2 separate regions of the Mus musculus genome follow, and region 1 is linked to region 2. The links are chromatin contacts, called in public promoter capture Hi-C maps. All regions are on one chromosome and are shown on one strand. The core of a region is the stretch at or near the end of the contact, and the rest is flanking DNA. Distances in the headings are between cores, read along the strand shown. Region 1 overlaps Carmil1 (capping protein regulator and myosin 1 linker 1). Region 2 holds the start of Slc17a2 (solute carrier family 17 (sodium phosphate), member 2).

Region 1 (6,647 bases), core at 3,962-6,461, 430 kb after region 2:
GGACGGCAGTTGTCATCACAGCACTTGTGAGGCAGAGCTAGAGGACCATCCTGAGCTCTAGTCCAGCCCAGACTATACAGTGAAGCCCTCTCAAATACCCTGAGAGTCATCCATCCCTGTGTCTCTTTCTCTCTTTCCCCACTTCCGAGCTGCAGAACCACCATTAACAGAAAGATTACATTCAGAACCCTGCTAACCTGCAGCATCCTCACCAACCTCCTCCCACTCACAGCACTCCACCCATACAGCACTGGCATCCTTTGTCCAAGGCCTGTTTTGTAGAAACTCCAGTGTATGGAAAACTAGACACAAAAGCAGAAGGTATCAAAGAGAAGTGGCAGATGTGGCATCAGGACTGCTCACTGTGGTAGAAGGTACCACAAGACCAGAGAGGAGGAATGTTCAGAATCACACAGGGGACAATAAGAGACTGATGCAAAGAAGCACGCCTTGAGAGATAGCAAGGCATGAGGATCCAAACACCCCAAGACAGAACAAAGGGAACTACATGTTAAGGTAGACAGACATTAGACGGCCATTAGCCAAGATGTACCAGATTTCTCAAATAACATTAACAAAGTAGGAAAGCTTTGTAAGTCCATGACAGAACATTTTCTTGGTGTATAGATAGACCCAAGTTGAATCTCCATCATGAAAAATAAACACAAGCTATTAAGAACCCAACATTAAGAAGAAATAGTCTGGGCGTGGCATAAAACACTTGGCCTCAACTTGATTTCCCTCTCCTCTCCTCTCCTCTCCTCTCCTTTCCTCTCCTCTCCTCTCCTCTCCTCTCCCTCTGCACTGAGCTGACAGATGAACATCACTGAGTGTATCTTTTTACTTGGATGCCTAGGATCCAATCCTAGGTCTCCATGCTTACACGGCGAGCACTTCATTCACTGAGCCATTTTCCCAGTCCCTTGGCTGTGTACCCTAAGAATTCTGTCTATTCCATAGGATTTAGAAGTCATGCCAAAGTCACCCAGCAAACAAAATGGTAGCTATGTCCTAGATGGCTATACAGGTCAAGCTGGATTCCTCTTTATCTTATCTTCCTTTTCCTAATAACAATAAAAAGGTCTGACCCCATCATGGGGCATTCCAAGGGTGTTCACTGAACCACAGAGGGAAGCTCTGTTTTTCTGCTACTTCATTGACTCCTACTTTCTGGTCTTAGGCCACCTGCATGCTCCTTAGTATATGCAAATAGCTTTTATTAGCCATGAGTCCTCAGTACTGAACAGGATTACATGCTTCTCACAGGTTCATTATTAACAAACTTAACAAAGAATGTCTGTCTAGAGAATGATGCTATGAGGAACTCTCCCATATGGAGAAAACACCCTTTCAAGCATCAGGCCTGCAGAGCAGCTGGTGGGGGAGGGGTACCCTGCCCCTCTTTTATCCTCATAGGATAAAGCGCTCGCTCGTATGACACAGGAGTGAAGACCTGAGTCGGGATTCTTCAACGCAAGGGAAAGTGAAGCAGGTGTGTCTGACCCACAATCCCAGCTCTCAGGCAGCAGAGAGAGGGGAAGCCCTGGGTGTGCTGACTAGTTTTATGTCAACTTGACACAAACTAGAATCATTTTGAAAGAGGGAAACCTCAACTGAAAAAAAAAAAAATGTTCCCACCAACTGGCCTGTGGGCAAGCGTATGGTGCCTTTTCGTGACTGATGATCAATGTGTGAGGGCCCAGCTCATTGTGGTCAGTTCCATCCTTGAGCTAGTGGTGATCATGGGTGCTATTAGAAAGCAATCTGACCAAGCCAGGAAGAACAAGCCAGGAAGCAGTGTTTCTCCATGGCCTCTCCTGCCCTGACTTCTCTGGATGGTAGACTATAAGCTATAAACTGAAATTAAGCTTTTTCTCTCCAAGTTGCTAAGACCACCAAGGTAAGCTGGCTGGCTAGACTAACTGGAATTGGCAAGCTCTGGGTTCAGCAAGAGATTGTGCCTCAATTAATAAAGTAGAGAATGACCAAGTTAAGACTTTGAGCCTTACATCCATACATACACGGGGGCATACATACCTGCACACTCCTCATGAGCCCACATACACACACACAAACACAAATGCACACGTGCTCAAACCACATAGAACAGCAACTGAGAGTCTGTGAATCTTTGAAAACAATCTGTCTGGCACAAGAAGAAATCTGCATTTTGTTATGACTAAAAACATAATCAAATCCCTTTGTTCTTCTGTTGTTTTTTTCTGGAATGGTCCTGCTAGTCCTCGGGCCTCTCGCAAGCACACGTGTGAAACCGGGCCTATGTCAAATCCTCTCATTGAGCTTCCCCCAGGGTTCCCTAGGAAACCCACTGACGTGGGTTTTCACTCACACTCAGTCTGCATAGCAGCAGTATCTCCTTACCCTCAGTCTTCATGAAGGGAAGGGTTATGGCTTGGTGTGTAGAGGATTGATTCAGAGACAAAATCTCAAGACCCTCCCTCATCTCATATAATTTTAACCTGTCCCTTCACATACCTCAAAGCCTCTCTAGGTCTCTTATAATATTAGCATGGTATAAATGGCACACGTTATCATCATGAGACGCAATAGAAATCCATAGTGTAGATGGGCCTAGTTAAACTACAGTATTTTGGGGATAATGATAAGAAAAAAAGTGTATGCACTGTCATAAAAGATACAGTTTTCATATTTTTGACCTATGGTTGGTCACACCCACAGATGAGAAACCTACAGAGGCAAGGAGCTGGATGCAGGAACTTCTAGGTGTGTCATCTCTTGATCATTATGTTAAAGATCTCACATGGCCCAGGTTGGCCTCAAAGCCTTACTACACAGCCTAAGCTGGCCTTGAACTCCTGACCCTCTACTTGCCAAGAGCTGGGATCACAGACTGGGAAAGAACCTAATGGTAGGTCATTTGCCTGGCAGGGACTGGTCCATGGCTTCCATCCTTAACACTGTAAAAATTACTAGTATGGGCTGGGCCAGGAATCTCTGATTAATGACAAGGGTGGTGGTGACGGTAAGGATGGCTGCAGTGATGACAGGAGCTACCTTTAGTAGCTGTTTCTTCTTCAATTGCCCCAAAATAGCAATTAAATGAAATAACTTAAAAGGCCCCAAATCAAGCATAAACCATATCTGAGTACTCACTACCTCCAGATCCTCCCACCTGAGTCCCAGCATTTCATAATCACACAAAATGTCACAACAATTAAAATATATGAACCCCATTTAAACAGCAACTCAAGAGGCCAAAAGTTACAAGTCTTTTTATCATCATTAATACAAATCTGCCAAGAACCAGATTAGCTCTGTGACTGACTGTCAATCCCAAGACACCAGATTCCGGAAGTGTAGGAAGCACTCGGAGGACCACACAGTGGACAGGGATCATGTTTATGACAGCCTGTTATGCCAGTTGCCAGGACATTCTGTTTTCTCTAGGACGTCATCTTAAATAGAGTAATAAATGAAACTATGACCGGCTGTGAAAGCCCATATGCTCTCCTTTTGCAGATAACAAAATGTGCATCTAGTGTATGCTTGCACACAGCAGTGGCAGCTGGATGGGAGCCAGAGAAATCAATGGAAGCTTATTGTCTGGAAAAACCACTAAATACAAAATAGGGGTAATATGTCTCTGGTTCTTCTATTGTAAAATTCCTACTGCAAAGTCAAGGTGATCCTTGAATTTTAATCTGACCTGCTCAGAAGGTCACTGCTACCTCTGCTGCTTCATTACCCACTCAGCTTTGCACGGTACCAGGGCCCAGTCATCACTGGGTCCCTCTGGATTCTCCGCAGACAAAGCCAATGTTCCTGGTTCTCAGCACTGTCCCACTGACCCTTGATGCCTCATTCTCATTCTTAATCATTTGCATACCCTGTCTCTCCCTCCCTCCTCCTTTCTTCTCTCCCCACTCTCTCTCAGTATCATATACCCCAGGCTGACCCAAGTTCATCTGGTGGTAGAAGATGACCTTGAATTCTTGATCCTCCTGCCTCCAACTTTCAGATGCTGGGATTATACACATGTTCCACCACATCCAGTTATTGTCTCGATTTGAAACTAAGCTCTAAGGGCTGGAGGGTTAAGAGTGAGCTTATACTGCTCTGGCAGAAGATCCCAGTTTCTGTTCACAGCACCCTCATGGAAGCTCACAACCATCTGTAACTCCAGTCCCAGGGGAACCAATTGATATCTCCTTCTGGCTTCCATGGGCTCCAGTACGCGCGAGGTGCACAAAAACTGATGTGAGCACACACACATACAAGTAATAATAACGAAAATAGATTTTAAAAGCTAACTCCAAGCCGGGCATGATGGTTCACATTTACAATTCTATCTAGCACAAGGGAGGTGGGAGCAGTAAAATCAGGAGTTTAAGATCTTGTCTCCAAACACAAAACAAAAATTAGTAGCAATTAATAAGGCTGAGAATATGAGGGCATGGTCCCCCCAGTAAACTGCTTGCCATGCAAGCATGAAGACCTGAGTGTGGATGCCCAGCTTCCTGTCAAACACCAGGCAAGGTACCATACATCTGGTTGCTCTACACATTCCTCATCCCATTCCAAACATGTACTTTGGGGTGGGTTTTAGCCCTTACCACTGCAGCATGTGTGTACCAGTGCTGTGGTTTTGCGGGGGGGGGGGGGGGGGGGGCAGATTTGAGGTGACCTGTCCCACTAAGCCCTGCAAGCCAGAAGCCTGATTCTCAGTGTGGAGATGAGGAACCTTGAAGATGTGTACCTAACGGCACCCAATGGGTAGTCCTTAGTTCTCTGGTGGTGATGTTCTTGCAAATGATGAACATAGTTCTCCTCCCTCTGGGATCCCAGTTAGCTAGCTCTCCAGAACAAAGTGCTATACAAAAGGGCCAGCAGCAGGCCCTTGAATCTCTAATTTTGCTCTCTCACCGATCCCTCTCTAAGATACCACCAGCCAAGAAGTCCTCCACAGAGGTTTCCACCCTCTAAAACTGAGCTAAATAAACCTTTCTTCCTTTATCAAGCACTCAACCTTGGGTGTTTTATTACAACAACATAAAAGAGACTAAGATCTGGTCACCTATCTGTCTCTCTTGCTGCCTACATGGTAGCTGAATACATCTCCATTATATTCATGAGTAGGTAAGTAAATGAATGAACTGTATAATACAGGCATATGGACAGTTACTGCAAACTTCAAGCTTATGTAATCATGCAAACTGGCAGGCTATTTCAGTCAGTCTCTTTAAGATAAGTTATCTTCCCAGCATATCAAAACAATAGCAAATGAGAGCTGTGGTAGGGAGAACACCACTTAGCAACAGTCCTGAAGCAGAGCCTTCGAATCTGGAAGTGGGTCCTCTTTCCCCACATTTTTAAGGCACTTAACTATCAACCTTCACAGCAGATGACATGGCACAAATCCTTCCAGACTGAACAGCTCGGGGCAACATGTGAATCTTCTCACAAAACAAATGCTCGTGCCTCATGTTGGCAAATATTCATATCTCTGTGGCTATCCTCCAACCAGATAGGGTCTGTGAACTGGTATCATAGATATCCAAGAGCAAACTGAGCATATTCAAATGAGGCTCAGAGGAACCTGGTAACTGAGACAATGTGTTCCCTTCTCTGCTGGCTGAGAGAAGGCCTCTTCCACAGCTGCTCATCCCAGAAACTTGTATAAAGCGATGAATAACTGATGGATGGGTGGGACATAGGAGGCAGAGACAGGAGGACCAGGAGTTCAAAGCCAGCCTAGGACCCTTGAAACAAAAAAGATGAGAGGAAGTGTCAGAGAGGAAGAGAGCAAAAGAGAGCAAAAGCCATCCTCAGCAGCACTCTGTAGTGCCCTCCCTTTGGCAAAACTCCTCTCAAAACCATTGTCACTCTCCCCAGTGGCTGCTCTAAAGCCTCCCATGGCTCTCTCGTAGACGTCAAGGAAAGCTCTCTTCTCTTCAGCTTATGCGCCTGAACCCTTCGTTCCTCCGCGCTCCCCTGCTTGTTTCCCAGTCTTCTACCTATATCTTCTCCCTCCACTTCCTAACTACTTGAATTCTAGAATGGAGTCCATCTTCCTACAGATCCAGAGCCCTCCCAGACTCTTCCATGACTGTCTAACATACTCCCATGTCCCTTCAAGACCTAGTTTGGAGAACGGAGTTGAGGTCACCTACCAATCCCCACTCATCCCCACCATAGCTCTTACGGGAAACCAAATAATAGTTGATTTACCTGCTTTCTCCTCAGAGACACTGTGACATCCTTTAGGGTCAGCTCTGAGCTGAATCCATTTCCTGTTTCAAATTCTAAGCCAGCTTCATCAGAAAGTTACTCATGGCTGAGGCTGTGGCTCACTTAGTAGAATACACACTTAGCACAAAGTCTTATGTTCAATCCTTAGCACTACAGAAACTGGGCATGGTGACGCTTGACTGTAACCTCGGCTCTCATGAGGTAGAGACAGACAGGAAAAGCAGATGTTCAGAGGGAGTTCTGAGTCAACCTGAGCTACAGATCACCCTATCTTTAAAATAATAACAATAATAATAACAATAATAATAATAATGTAACAATAGCCATGAGGAGGCCACAATTCAAATGCCCATCTACAGCTGGCTGGTGCATATGCTCAATGGGTTGGCATCTTTTAAAAAGTACAGAAATTCTGT
Region 2 (7,051 bases), core at 840-3,339:
ACAGTTGTTAACAATCTAGAAAAACCTACATTTTTAAGACTTCACCTATTTTTCTATTATTCTTGATGTTTATGAATGTTACAGATGTAAGATATTCAACTTTTTTTCTAGTACTGGGGACTAAACTGGAGGTATCCTGCAAACTAGAAAAGCAGTCTACTACTGAAATATATCTCTAGGTATTTATTATGTAGCTCAATGAACTCATAATTGTCCCACCTAAGCCTCCCAAAATATAAACAGTCTAAGTGTGCCCTGTACTGAGTTTGCTTATCAGTAAAGTGTTATATAAAAACCACAGCATGGTAAGGAGTTTGAGCTAGCTCCAAAAACTTTGACTTTTTTCATTGTGTGTGTAACTCAGGAATTCATTCACTCTATAAGCTATTGTTTACTTAGAGCTTACTGTCTTCTTCTATTCAGGCTTCTGTGAACTACCACAGAATGCCTCTGGAGGGAACTCAATTCATCAGACACTTTGACTTTGATCCAGTGTAACGCATTTTGGTCTGGTGTCTTCTAGAACTGTAAGAATAAGCATATATTGCTTTAAACATTCCAAGCTTGTTACTGATTTAATATAGCACTAATTATGGGAGCTAGAGAGATGGTGTTGCATGGCAATGTCCTGCCAGATGAACATTCATCTTGAGGGAAGTTCCTTAAGACACAAGATGTTCCAAGAGAGGTAAAACATTACATACTGCAGGGAGCCTTCTTAAACAATTCAAAGGTTTCAGGAAATCCCTGAAATTTATCAGACACATTAGGCCCCATCCAGTCTAAGTATAAATATATAGAGACAAGCTAAGCAGCCTAAAAGAGGCTCAGGGAAGCTTAGGTATCTGTGTAGTACTCTCCAGGTTTCTGAATTCTCTGCGCTGTCACCCATCCTGGGCTTGGCTTTTGGAGTTGCAGCTCTTATAAGCAACCCCTAACCTCTACTCCTTGTAGGTAACCGAAATAAAACTCAGGGGTTTTCCATGTTGTATTTTGATGGTATCCTTACTTTGGCCAATCACGTGTTCCCAATCTGAGTGAACAGCTTTTTGTTCATGTCTCCCCCAGAAAATGTCACACAATAGATGGCTCAGTGGTTTAAAGGGCATTCTGTTCTGGAGTACTGAGGTTAGTTTCCTGAACCTTCTCAAGAGAGGAGTCACAGGTACCTGTAACTCCAGTTCCAGGGTTTGGGGGGCTCCTTAGGTACCCACATGCATGCCATACAATCACACAAACAGACACATAAATAAAAATAAGAAAACTAATATAGTTTGGATTTTTTAAATAATAATAATAAAAAGAAAATGAGTAGGGACCAGTAAGACTGGCTAAGGAGCTGGGCAGTATAGGCTCTTTGGGGGACCATGATGATAGGACTGGGGTCAGAGGCTCAGCTGGTGCTGAAACGCAGAGAAGGCAGGTCTTCACCTTGTTTTAAGAAGGCCAAGAGACTAACTAGAAAGATCTATCACCAGCCACATTCCAAAACCTAAAAGCCACAAAACAAACCCAAGAGTCAGGAGTCAAGCAAAACCACATCAGGAGGACCCAGAGAAAATGGAGGTCGGGAACAGGGGAATTCTCAGTCACAGTTCACATCTGTTCACTGTGGACACCAGAGGACGGAAGGCAGTCTAGCTGATTGACTGGATCCCTCTGCAGGACCATCTCGTTCAGGCATATAGATGTTAGCAGATAGACGTCATTTCATTCGTCCCATCAATCTCTGGGCATTGCGCCCATTTCAACCCTGTTTCTTCATGTAGAAGCCAGTTCTAGCAGGCGGGGTGCTTTGTCTGCAGACGAAGAAAGCTCTAGGAGCAAAGGTGGGGATGACTTCAGAGATTCAGGCTAAGGAGCCCCACTGCTGCTTGCATTCCACACCTCTTTCCACTTTCAGCGAAGTGGCTTGTTGACTGAATGTCTGTGTGCATAGTTCAAAGCAGAAAAACATAGTGACACCGTTGAGATACTCACTAGGTCGGTGAGAACTTGAAAGTGAAGTTAAAAATTAAGCAGCCACGCCAAATGCAGATTCTCTGTCCCAAGAGCACAGGGTCAAACCTGGCGGTGTTTGTTCCCACGTGACTCATTACGTTTCTCTGCAAAGAGAGGAAGATACAGGAACACCTTTTTTCAAGGTAGCTTTCTAGTCTAGAGCTTTAAATACTACTTTAATGGTGATGGTAAGTGTTTTTCTTCTTGTAAATAGGATGTTAATTATGAAGCTATCAGAGATGCCTTCAAGGGAGGAAGTAATGTTAAGAGAACTCAAAAACACACCAACTGCTGTGTGAGGACCTCCATTGGGAATGGTGTCTGGCTCTGGAGAAGAGGCTTTCTTACAAAATAACAATCCAATCAAGACTCTAAGGTTTGCGAGGCCACTGGTGTCAAGGGCCACTGTGGATCGTGGTCACTAGCCGGAGGAGTATCACACTATCGGTGAGTATTGGCTGTGGTATGTAGATGTGTACAACTGGCTTTGGATGAAACACTGAACCAGAACAGACAAGGTTGAGCTTCGTGAATGGGCTTAATGAGTCTTTTCCAGTTTCAATATACTCGATCTTGCCTCTCAAGATGAGGAGACTGGCAGAAGCCAGATTAAGATGAAAATCAAGACAACTGACTATTTCTGGAAGGCTTTCTGCCTTTGTACAGTTAAGAGGAGACCATGGTAGGTGCCTGTAATGACTGGTAGCCATAGAGGACAGGATTTAGTGAGGATGGGTTTCTCTCTTGTCCTAGCGGAATTGCAGAAAGCTACACCTGTGCAATTGGCTTTTTGGCATAACTCTGTCAAGAATTTTCCCCTTGGGGTCTTTAAACATTTTTTTAGACTGTGATTTAACTTATAAATACATTGGTTGAGGGACCTCTCAGTTCCTCAGAAAAGTAGAGAGGTAATGAGTTGCCTAGCACTCAAGGGATATTTTTACCCTCATGTTCTTTTCAGTCTGTGGCGAGATGAGCGCTTTCTCGTCCAAGGCAGAACACACTTTAAAATAGAAGTTTAAAACAGAACATTTTATTAAAATATTTTTATTTGCTCTGTGCCTGCATTTGCTCATGAATCTGAGAAGTTCTAACATGGAGTGAGTGGGGGCATGGTGGCTGTCACTGCTGCTGTTAATGGCAGTGACATTTGACAATGTAGAACTCCTTGGAGGAGCGCACCTCGGACTTCTCCTCATGCAAACAGTCCCATGAAGTAATATTGTCCTCTCTTTTCCTCTGAAACAATTAAGGCGCTAAGAGTTTATGAAACTTGCTATGGTTTGTACAGAGTGGAAATTGAGACTCTGAACTTCTGGCTCCTGATATTTGAACAATATGCAACATTTGCTTTGTTTAAATCAGGAGGCTGGGCTGGCAAAATTATGCAAGATAAGCAGGTTGTTAGGGGAAATCAAAGAGTATTAGAAACATTATTGCATAAAGTAATGAGTTCTAGACTAAGAATAGAATGAAGCCCCTTATGCAACTCTGTCTGTATCACCATTCCCCTCAAATAAAACCTATTCCGTGTGCCTTATGCCTAAGCATAATGTCTGTGTTCCCTTTTTCTCCAATACAATCTATATTGTCCCAACCCTTTTTTAAATATAAATTAAGTTCGACTTAATCTGTACTGTGTGAGGCTATACCTGAGCTGTGTTTCTAGGTCTGCTTCCCTGAATGGGAAGGTCTTTGAAATTTTCCATGGTCTTGATGGTTTACAGTTACAATGAGTGTACTGTCTTCAGTGACTCTAATGGCTTGTGATTTCATGAGCCCTGGTGGCTGTTTTGAAACATGGTTTTCATTATCTCATTATGGAAAGACTAAAGTTTGGAATGGCCAATTTTTATACTTAGGAAAAGGAGAAGCCATCAACAACAAAACAATGGAAGGCTATTTAAGACAGAATTCAAATACTTGAACACAGTAGAAGCTGTGTGACTCCCCTGCCCCCTCACACACACTTTCACACCCCTACACCGCTCTCTGCCCAGTGGTGGTGGAATGTAACTCAGAGGCAAAGTGATTGGGACACATCTTTTCTTTAATATTCAAATCAAAGTCCAACTTATACGTTTATCATTAAATTTCCTGGGGGAATAAATGATTAAAACTTAGAATATTTCAAAATGAAGCTAGCTATTGTATATATAAACACCCAAGAATATCTCAAAACTTAGATGTCTAATAGTTATTTATTAACTAATTTGGCTCCTATGTCTTAGCTATCTTTAAGGATATATTTGGACTGGGAAGATAGCTCAATTGGTAAAGTGTTTGCTACACAAGCAAGAGACATAGGTTCAAAACTCAGCACCTACAAACAAAACAAAAGTTTGGTGGCATGTGTTTGTTTTCCTAGTGGTAGGGAAGTAGGCACAGGGACCCCTGAGACTTCCTGACCAGGCAGCCCAGCCGAATCTGCAAAACCCAGGTCTTGGTGACACACACTAATTCAACAAACAAGATGGACAACTCTTGAAAAATGATATGTGAGTCTGACCTCTGGCTTCCACAAGCACCTTCACATATGCACGCATTACAATAGATATATATCTTCCATGATGGCCTTCTGTCCTAAGGTCATTTAAGAGGGTGAGAATATCTCTTTAAATCTGATTTCAGAGAGTATAAGATCCCGATTATGAAATATAAATATGATACAGGTGTTTTTAACAGTTGTTGAAGATACAGTCTCAAATGGATATAATTTGTAAGATTCTTAGAAGGTGTGTTCTTCCCTAAAGGAAGCAAATGTATATATCCCTCCCAAAGAGATGCAAACACTGAATTACACATGTCCACATTTGGAGCCATAAATTGTATTTGCTTTTTAAAGTCGCTAAATTAATTTACGATTACAGCAGAAACCTCCATTCAGTATAATTTTATAAGTGTTTTAAAGATATTGTCAGCTCAATAAAATGCTCATTCTATGAGTAGTAAAAAAAAAAATATTCTAACGAGAGGTCAAGGCTTCAGGAGTTTGAATCAGCTGCTCATATTCCATCTGTCCTCAGTCAGAAGTGACTAATGCATGCTCAACACTTTTCCCACTCTTATGAAGTTCAGGGTCCCCTGCTAGGGAATGATGATTGGCTGATTCTCAGCTCAGTTAACTAACATAATCAACTTAGTCTCACACTAGGGAACCCATAGGCCTACCTCCCAGGTGATTCTAGATTCTATCAAGTTGACCATTACCACTGAGCATCACCGTGCGTGAAGGTCATGTAGCATCTTCAAAGAAGATGCCACCAAACACTGTGCTTGCCCAGAGGCTGCTCTAGAATGATCTTCTTCAGCTCGTGAGCTTGACTGTTCTACTTTTTGGTCTGCTCTAAATAATGGTACTTCCTAGCATTGAATGGTTCTCTGTGATTTGATAAAGCCTTTGCTCAGTCATTCGTTCAGTTTCATAGCACTACTGGATGGTTAGGGAATTTGCTCTAAAGTTTAGAGTTCCTCCTAAAAACTCAGTCCACTGAAAGCATAGTCAGAATGTATAAGACCCAGAATGTGGACGTCATGAAGAAGAACAAACAAGCCAACAGCAAATGCTTTCTGATCTCTAGAGGCAGCACGGGCAGGAGAAAGCTGTATGTCATTCTTTTTTTGTTTTTGTTTTTGGTTTTTTGAGACAAGGTTCCTCTGTGTAGCCCGGGCTGTCCTGGAACTCACTTTGTACACCAGGCTGGTCTCGAACTCAGAAATTCGCTTGCCTCTGCCTCCCGAGTGCTGAGATTAAAGGCATGCACCACCACGCCCGGCGCTGTTTGTCATTCTTACATGATATTCTTCTCATAGGTCAAAGCCTGTCGTGGTGAACGTGATTTGGGGCAGAGGGAAAACCTGCCACAAAGTGCACATCACTCACCAGAGAAACAAAATGGATGAGAAGCCTACCACCAGGAAAGGTAAGATGCTGTCCTTGTTTGCAGGTAGTTAGAAAAAACTCAGGGCTTGGCCCTAGATACTTCATTCATGACAGCTGTCCTCTTCCTGCCTTTATATTGTACTCCTGGATGCTGTTAGTATAACATCAGACCCAACCTCAATCCCAAGATGTCACTTGCTTTTTATTGTTAGGAGACACCATGGATTAATCTTGCAGAAATTGAACCAAATGATCAATAAATACTATAGCCAAGGAATGCAATGGGTTTTGAACAAGTGATTTAAAAGCAAACAGCCAGCTTAGCTGTTTTACAGATCCCTGTGGGACACATTTGCCAAATGTCTAGCCACTTCCTCTGAGCTTGGCAACTTAAATTGATATCAAAATAATTCATTTGCAGGCAGCTAGTTCTACCTGTGAGGCTACTTGGAGATTTCTTCCATTTATTTTTATTTTTCTTCACAGATCCAGTTTATGTCTCACAAGTCATAGTCTTCCAAATATGCAGGAGAAAAAGGCCTAACCCGTCAGTCACATGGAAATCCTTCTAATACTAACCCATTGCTTTATTTCATTGGGAATAGATATAGACTATCATACATTATACATACATTATACTAATACAATGAATGCATAGACACATGCATGTGTATTGCAACTCCGTTGAATACTATTTTGTATCATTTTACCTATAAGTTTAGCAAAATTTTTTTTCCATATTTGTTTGAAAAGCTGAAAAACCATGGAGGAAGGGTCTAGTAATACACAGGGGTGGGGGAAGTCAATGAAGCACTCATAGCATTGTGAGGTATCAGCTGTCAGCTGGGCCTGGTGGCGAACACCTGCAGTCCCAGATGGTCAAGAGGCAGAAGTAGGAGCATCAATTGATCCTAGGAGTTCCAGACTAGTTTGAGCCACAAAATAAAAAGGAGGAGAAGAAAACAGGCATGTTCAGAACAGAAAGGGAGAAGAATATTATTTCTGTGACAGTTTGAAGGAGAATCTTCAGACTTGGAAGTGTTGTCTCTGAAAGGCAGCTGTCATGTCAAATCTCACAAGCTCTGTGAGAAATGAATGTACTAGATGAGATGGACTGCTTCCGTGCAATGCAGAGGGGTGCCATTCATGGGGTGCCATTCACGGCCA

The links. Promoter capture Hi-C pulls out the DNA fragments that hold promoters and counts their contacts.
Region 1: a promoter capture Hi-C map of hippocampal neurons shows a contact between it and region 2, with 2.6 times the contacts expected there. The contact joins the enhancer-like site here to the promoter of Slc17a2 in region 2. A contact is called at or near these places in 15 of 39 promoter capture datasets (the 3T3-L1 cell line, the C10 cell line, the HPC-7 cell line and 8 more), 2 of 115 datasets of contacts at active chromatin or transcription factors (the NIH/3T3 cell line and embryonic stem cells) and 2 of 9 other capture datasets (adipose tissue and macrophages).

The regions. Positions count from the first base shown.
Region 1 is chr13:24,233,475-24,240,121 of GRCm38.p6, forward strand. All of the region lies in intron 2 of Carmil1 (capping protein regulator and myosin 1 linker 1), which reads right to left. Among named protein-coding and RNA genes, the nearest start is that of Carmil1, 44 kb to the right of the region's middle. Within about 2 kb of position 5,212, at least 11 of the 459 cell types and tissues checked have an H3K27ac peak or open chromatin away from gene starts, as enhancers often do. A contact at or near this core is called in hippocampal neurons, where this site is marked.
Region 2 is chr13:23,804,904-23,811,954 of GRCm38.p6, forward strand. Slc17a2 (solute carrier family 17 (sodium phosphate), member 2) reads left to right here and starts at 2,090. Exons shown (of 12, transcript NM_001377113.1): 1 at 2,090-2,448; 2 at 5,815-5,924. The coding sequence starts at 5,897.